Regions from separate parts of the Mus musculus genome. Here region 2 is linked to region 1. A link is a contact called in public promoter capture Hi-C data. All regions are on one chromosome and are shown on one strand. Each heading gives the region's core, a stretch centred on a gene start, on an enhancer-like site or on the middle of the called end of the contact. The rest is flanking DNA. Distances are from core to core; before and after follow the strand shown. Region 1 holds the start of Hnrnpab (heterogeneous nuclear ribonucleoprotein A/B). Region 2 holds the start of Rapgef6 (Rap guanine nucleotide exchange factor (GEF) 6).

Region 1 (3,067 bases), core at 389-2,888:
TGAAAAGGCAGCTCTCTAGTTCCTGCCCAGCTCCCTACCCTCCTGCAGGCTTCTCAGTAAGCTTTTTATAGTAGAATTGCAATCGCCCAGAATCACTCAATCTGTACTATCCCTCAAAACGACTCTAAGCTCACTCGTGGCAATCACCTCAACACTGCAATGCCTGAGTTCCTTAGGATTCAGAATCCTAGTAGATTGCTGTCAAATACCCAGCTTACCTTTTCCACACTAGAAGAATCTTTGAAGAGAATAAACCCAAACCCTCTTGATCGTCCAGTGTTGGGATCCATTTTTATTGTACAGTCAACAACCTCTCCAAACTTAGTAAAATAATCCTTTAAGTCTTTTTTGCTGGTATCCCAGCTCAGACCACCAACGAACATTTTTCTGCAAGTGAGAGACAAGACCACAAACCTTAGAAGCTGTAAAAGAATTCTGACACTTTTCCTGGCTGGGGAAGGGCTTATGGAGCCACAGTCCCATGGACCAGTCTGAGATGGTGCCCCCTTTCAAGTTAACCCTTGCGTCGCTCTGCAATCTCGACTCAACTGGAACTCACAGCTGAACGAGACTGTACAGCCACACACGGTACATACGGGACAAGAATGTGACCCATGACCCCTCACGAGTTTAAAATCAGCGTGCCCTGCACTCATGAATCTACTTGAGCTCACGGCCTCCCAAGTACCTGCCCCAAGGAACTCTGGGTTTCCCGGTGCCAAGACCGCCCCAGGGTTCAGGCTGGAACTCCGCCCCTCGACTCGCGGCAGGCTAGGCCCGGCCCGCTGCGCGCCAACTCCGCCTACGCAGCAGAGACGCAGCCCTCGCGGCCCGATTCGCGATCCGCCGCTTTTCCTCTTCCGGGGCCGCCCGCCCCGAGGCCCGAAGTAGCCCAAGCACCGCGCGAGCGGCCCAGATCGGCCTCACAGTCGACCCCGCAAACTCCTGCAAACTCCGAGGCGCGTAACCGCGCCCGGGCCAGGCGGCAAGCGCGCCAGGCAGGCACAGCTCCGCGGGCCGCCCGCCCCTCCCCCCGCCGCGTGGCGCCAACAAAAGACGGCCCCAGAACAAAGGCGGCGGCCCGCGGCCGCACCTACCCCGCGTCCTCCTCGTTCTTGCTGGCGTTGATCTGGTCGCCCTCCGCGCCGTTCTGGTTCCCGCTCGGTGCGGTCGTGGTCCCGCCCCCAGACCCGGCCGAGGCCGCGGGGGCCGCGGCAGCCGCGCTGGGCTCGACCGGGGCCTCGCCTTCGGGGGCGGCCTCGTGTCCGTTCTCGGTGGCGCCCGTCGTCTCCATGGGCTGCTCCTCAGCCGCGTCCGACATGGTCGGCCAGGCCGCAGCGGCTACTGCAACGAGCGGCGACAGCGCGTCAGGCCCCGCGGCGCTCCCCGAGCTCCCGCCCACCGCCCGCGGCCGGGCCGCTCACCTCGCCGCCGATGACGCCGCGAGGCCCTACTCGCCGCAGAAGGCGACGCGCGGGCTTGGCCGCGGTCACGCTCGCACCCCCGAGGGCTCGTCCGCAGCCACTGACTATCGCTCCGCTCGGCCGCCGCCGTACACTGCCGATAAAGAAGACCTTAACTCCGTCCCGCGCGGTGCCACCGCCTGACAATGCCAACTCGTGGAGCTCTTTATAATGCCGAAGCCGGGCACCACCTCGTAACAACGGATACTCTCATTGGGCAAAGCGAACCGCCACTCACCATTGTCCTAGCATCTTATTGGCTGCTTCTGCGCGCGCGCTCTAGATCCGGGCGGGCTTTGTCCTCATTTTAGAACGCGCGCGAGTCGGAGAACTGTCTACGGTTCCGGTCACCGGGCGAGCACGTCCAATGTCCCCAGCTGCCCGGGGTACACGGCAGTCTGTCATCCTATCCCTACATCCTATTCTACACTAGCAACCCCGGCCTCCCAAAAGAGGAGAATGAGCCGGAGGAAGTCCCCTAAATCCAAGGTCGCCCGGAGAAAGGAGCCTAATCTTGGAGTGCTCTAATCTACGGAGTGCTGCGGTCATCGGAGGCCTTCAGCACAGCCTGCTCCTAAACCTCGGCATCCTGAGATGCCAGGGCTCCTGCCCTCTTCAGTGAGCTAGCTGGGGCCATCCATGGAGGCCTGGCGCAGTGAACGTTGGACCGTAGTATTTCCAGTGTCTGCTTGACACCCATAGATACTTAATATCGCATTAGTGTTTAGCTTTGCCTTTAATTTTTATTTCTTTCCTTTGGTTCCGTTTTGTGTTTTTTGAGACCAAGTCTGGTATCCTCCGACTGGCCTTGAACTCTTGACCCTCCATTTTCACCCCCTCAGTGCTGGAATTATGTGCTGCACCACCACTGTGCCTAGCTTAATTTCACTGATTTTTAGATGATCCTAAATGGAAAAATTAAGAGTCTTTTCATGTAGCCCCAGGATATGATTACAGACATGTGTCACCCTGCCTAGTCTGACAACTTGCTTTTGGAAAAATAGCCCTGTTAAATGAGGTTATGGTAAAGAGGGGTAGTTTTCTTTTAAGCATTGACCATAAAACTTTAAAGGCCTGGGTTAGGCCATGATTCCTGTGTATGTGTGCATACGTTTGTGTTGAGTGTAAGTTCTATGCCCTGAGTGTGTAAATCAGACAAGGTATCAATCTTCACTTTCCATTTTGTTCTTTATAATTTTTTTTTCCTTTAAACAAACTAGCTGGCCCACAACTTCATTTTTAGACCTAGGCTGGTCTTGAAGTCACAGAAAACTGCCTGCCTGCCTTCTAAGTGCTGGAATTAAAGGTGTGAGTCATCCAATGGATGGATGGATATAGATAGATAGATAGATAGATAGAGATATATATAGATTTTTTTTTTTGAGACAGGGTTTCTCTGTATAGCCCTGGCTGTCCTGAAACTCACTTTGTAGACCAGGCTGGCCTCCAGGCAAATGGTCTCACAAGCTTTGGAGATTCTCTGTCTCCTCCCACATTGATGGAGTAAGCTGAAGTTAGATTTGTGCTCCCCTGTTCAGCTGTGGGCACTGGAGTCCTGAACTCAGGTCCTCATGCTTGTGCCCACGTGGCCCACTGAACCCTCT
Region 2 (3,067 bases), core at 172-2,671, 2.9 Mb after region 1:
TTGCTACCAAGATAATCTGGGTTTCATTCCTCGGGACCCAGATAGTGAAAGAAAAAACACTCTCCTATAAGATGTTTCCATGAGCACAGAGGTACATGCCACACACAATAGAAACATTAAAAAAAAAAAAACCTAAACAATAGGCTGCAGAGATGTCTCTGTGGTTTATGAGCAAGCAGTGCCCTCGGAGAGGGCCTGAGTTAAGTTCCCAGCACTCATGTCCATTGATTGACAGCTCCTGTTACTTCTGGCTCAATCTGGGGGCCAAAATAAACCTAGGGTTACTTTTATCATAACAGGAATAATAACAATCAGTTTTTGCAGCTTTTCTTGTTCCAAAGGACAAGTAACAAAACTGAAGCTGTCTTTATTTTGTTAGAGACTAGAATGTAAAATTCAATACAAAACGGAGTGGAGAGGTTTGCTCTGAGCACTGCTTAGGTTAAAGCAGCCCCCACCCACTCACTCTCACTGCCCAGATTTTAGTCAAGGTTGTTAGATTAGGATGGAGGCAAGTGGAAATAAAAGGGCAGATCTACCTCCACAGAAGTTCTGTCCTTTAATCAGAACAAGTGACACCAGTTTCTCCACGGGAGTGGAAGCTGCACAGGTGGTGCAGAGGGCCTGAAGTTCTATAGGACGGGAAAAAACCTCTGGGATATAAGATTTCACCTGCGGGTCGGTTCCCCTACAGTCTCAAAGTGCTAAATAAATACCAAGTTGGCATGCTGATCTTCTCAGAAGGCAAGGATTCTGACAGCCCACAGGTGTTATCTGTCAACTTTCGAATCAGGAGTTCCTTAGTCCACCTGAGGCTTTTTGGTCATTAAACCCTTTAAAGGAAAATCCTAAAATTCTGCACACAGAAGCCAAGACAATCTGGTGCACGCTAGACCAGCAGGCTACTCTGAACTATAGCTCTAGTCTTCAAAACGCTTTTTTCTTTCTCTCTTTTTTTTTCTTCTTCTTTTTTTTTTTTTTTTTGAGGCAGCTTTCACTATCGATTTCGTGGTTTGTTTTTGTTTTTTAAAGTCGCGTAGAATACGCCACAAGGTTGCGGTGGGCTAGGTGCGCGAGTACTGCCCCGAGATCCGTGGCTTGCGGAGCGGTGCGTGGGCTTCCCCGCTTGCTGAATGGCAGCCTCGATTTCCGCGGGGCCATAAGAGCCCCGCGGTTTCCGGACTCGAGCGCTAAACCAAAGCATCTTACCCACAGCTCTACCCGATAGTCTATTTTTGGCGACGCCCTCGTAGCATTTCCGGAACCTCAACCGGAAGCTGGGTATGCGGAAACTACAATCCTGTAACCGAGGCGGAGTCTCGCGAAGAAAAGCCAAGCCGCTCATTCTCCGCCCCCTCCACGCCCATCTCTCTACGTCACGGCCAGGCGGGCGTTAGTGTGCGCGTCGTGCGCATGCGCATGCGTTCTCGGCCAGTCTCGCCCCCGCGCAGGCGTCTTTCTGGCCAGTCGCGCGTGGGCTGAGGCCCTGGGCGGGCGTTGCGAAGACTTGTTTGCTTGAGTTTGGACCCTGCGACAGTTCTCATTTCCCTCCCGGTGGGGCTGGCGTACACCCGGAGCTGGAGAATGGGCAGCTAGACGCAGGCTAGGGAGCCTGTGGCTGCGGACATGAACTCGCCCGTGGACCCCGGCGCTCGGCAGGCACTGAGGAAGAAGCCGCCCGAGCGGACTCCTGAGGTAAGGCCGGGCACTGGCGAGCACTGCTCGGCCCCGACCTGGCCGTAGCCGCGCAGGGTGATGAGCACCTTTCCTGCCGCTTCCTGCCGGGGACTTCCTTGTACTTGTGATAAGAAAGCACCGTTACTGTTGACTGGCTTCTGAGTTTGTGTGTGCTCAGGTGGGCTGAAAAACAAGCTGGGAATAATGATGTGTAAGAGACAGTTCATACCATAGCCAGTGTGTGCTGTGCGTTCATCTCAGATACTGCACAATTGCCCCCAGAAGACAGGTTTCCAATGTCCGTATCAGACTCTGCGTCAGCCAGATAGTAGTAAGTCCCGTGGCGGGTGATGCGTGTCGAGTGGTTCCCTGGTGCTTTTTCAAACTTTCCGTGGGAAGTTTAAGATTATTTGTTAAGTTTTCTTGGTTTGAAGACGTTTCTATAATCTTAGTGGCTATGTGTATTATACCAAAATTAAAAAAAAAAAAAAGGAAAACCCAACAGCAATGTAAATGCAATGAGTCGTCTTGTTTGAAGTTGCAGTAACTGAAATGAAATGTTTTAATTTTTAGTCACGGGAGTTTCATACTTAGAGTTCTTTGCATAGAAAGTCTCAAACTTTGGGTAACACTCTGGGACATGACTTTGTTACAGCCATTATTGAAGTTGTGATGTGTCCAGCTTGCTTCCTGAAACCTTGATCTTTGCATAGTAACAAGGCACCTGCCCACCCCTTTCCAGGGGCTACTTTTTCCTACTTATAATTTATGAATCAGCTTTTCTGTGGTGATTACCATTGTAATGTGCATTTTAAGTTTTATTTACGAACATTATTTAGGTAATGAAGGAAAACCTTGTTTCTCTTCAGGTACCGAATTACTTAGTTTGAAATTGAGTCTTTTTAAGTAGAGGACGTTTTCTCAACTGTTGGGGAACTTATGCTTGGTCATGTGTGCTGTGTTGAGGACTTTTATCTTGTGTTACTGGAATAGCAACATTGTTGAAGGGAATATTAACTGCTTGGATTCATTGGCTGTATTTTTGAATGAGTGTAGAATTTAGGTTACTAATAAATCATTATCCAGAGTGCTAGTGATGCTTTATTTTGACAAAGAGTTCTATGAAATTCTCACAAGTTCGTTTCTGCTGTCAAAAGATTCTCGTAGTGGACTCCTAAGAGTCTGTTATAAATATATTAATTTGGTAATTATTCATTGCCAACCTGTTCAAGGCTCTATTTTGTACATTAGAAAATTTTAGTGGGCACAATAGACAGGTCCCTATAGTTCTTACATCCTGATGGATTAAGGAATTGAGAAGGTAGGTGATAAATATGCAACATGCTAGCTAATAATGGCTATTTCCAATAATAGGATAAGGAGAATTGGG

Evidence for each region. Promoter capture Hi-C pulls out the DNA fragments that hold promoters and counts their contacts.
Region 2: a contact with region 1 is called in a promoter capture Hi-C map of liver, with 4 times the contacts expected there. The contact joins the promoter of Rapgef6 here to the promoter of Hnrnpab in region 1. A contact is called at or near these places in 2 of 39 promoter capture datasets (liver and pre-B cells) and 1 of 115 datasets of contacts at active chromatin or transcription factors (astrocytes).

The regions. Positions count from the first base shown.
Region 1 is chr11:51,605,243-51,608,309 of GRCm38.p6, forward strand. It overlaps Hnrnpab (heterogeneous nuclear ribonucleoprotein A/B), which reads right to left and starts at 1,639. Exons shown (of 8, transcript NM_001048061.1): 1 at 1,425-1,639; 2 at 1,098-1,344; 3 at 219-387. The coding sequence starts at 1,321.
Region 2 is chr11:54,521,424-54,524,490 of GRCm38.p6, forward strand. It overlaps Rapgef6 (Rap guanine nucleotide exchange factor (GEF) 6), which reads left to right and starts at 1,422. Exons shown (of 29, transcript NM_001252494.1): 1 at 1,422-1,695. The coding sequence starts at 1,627.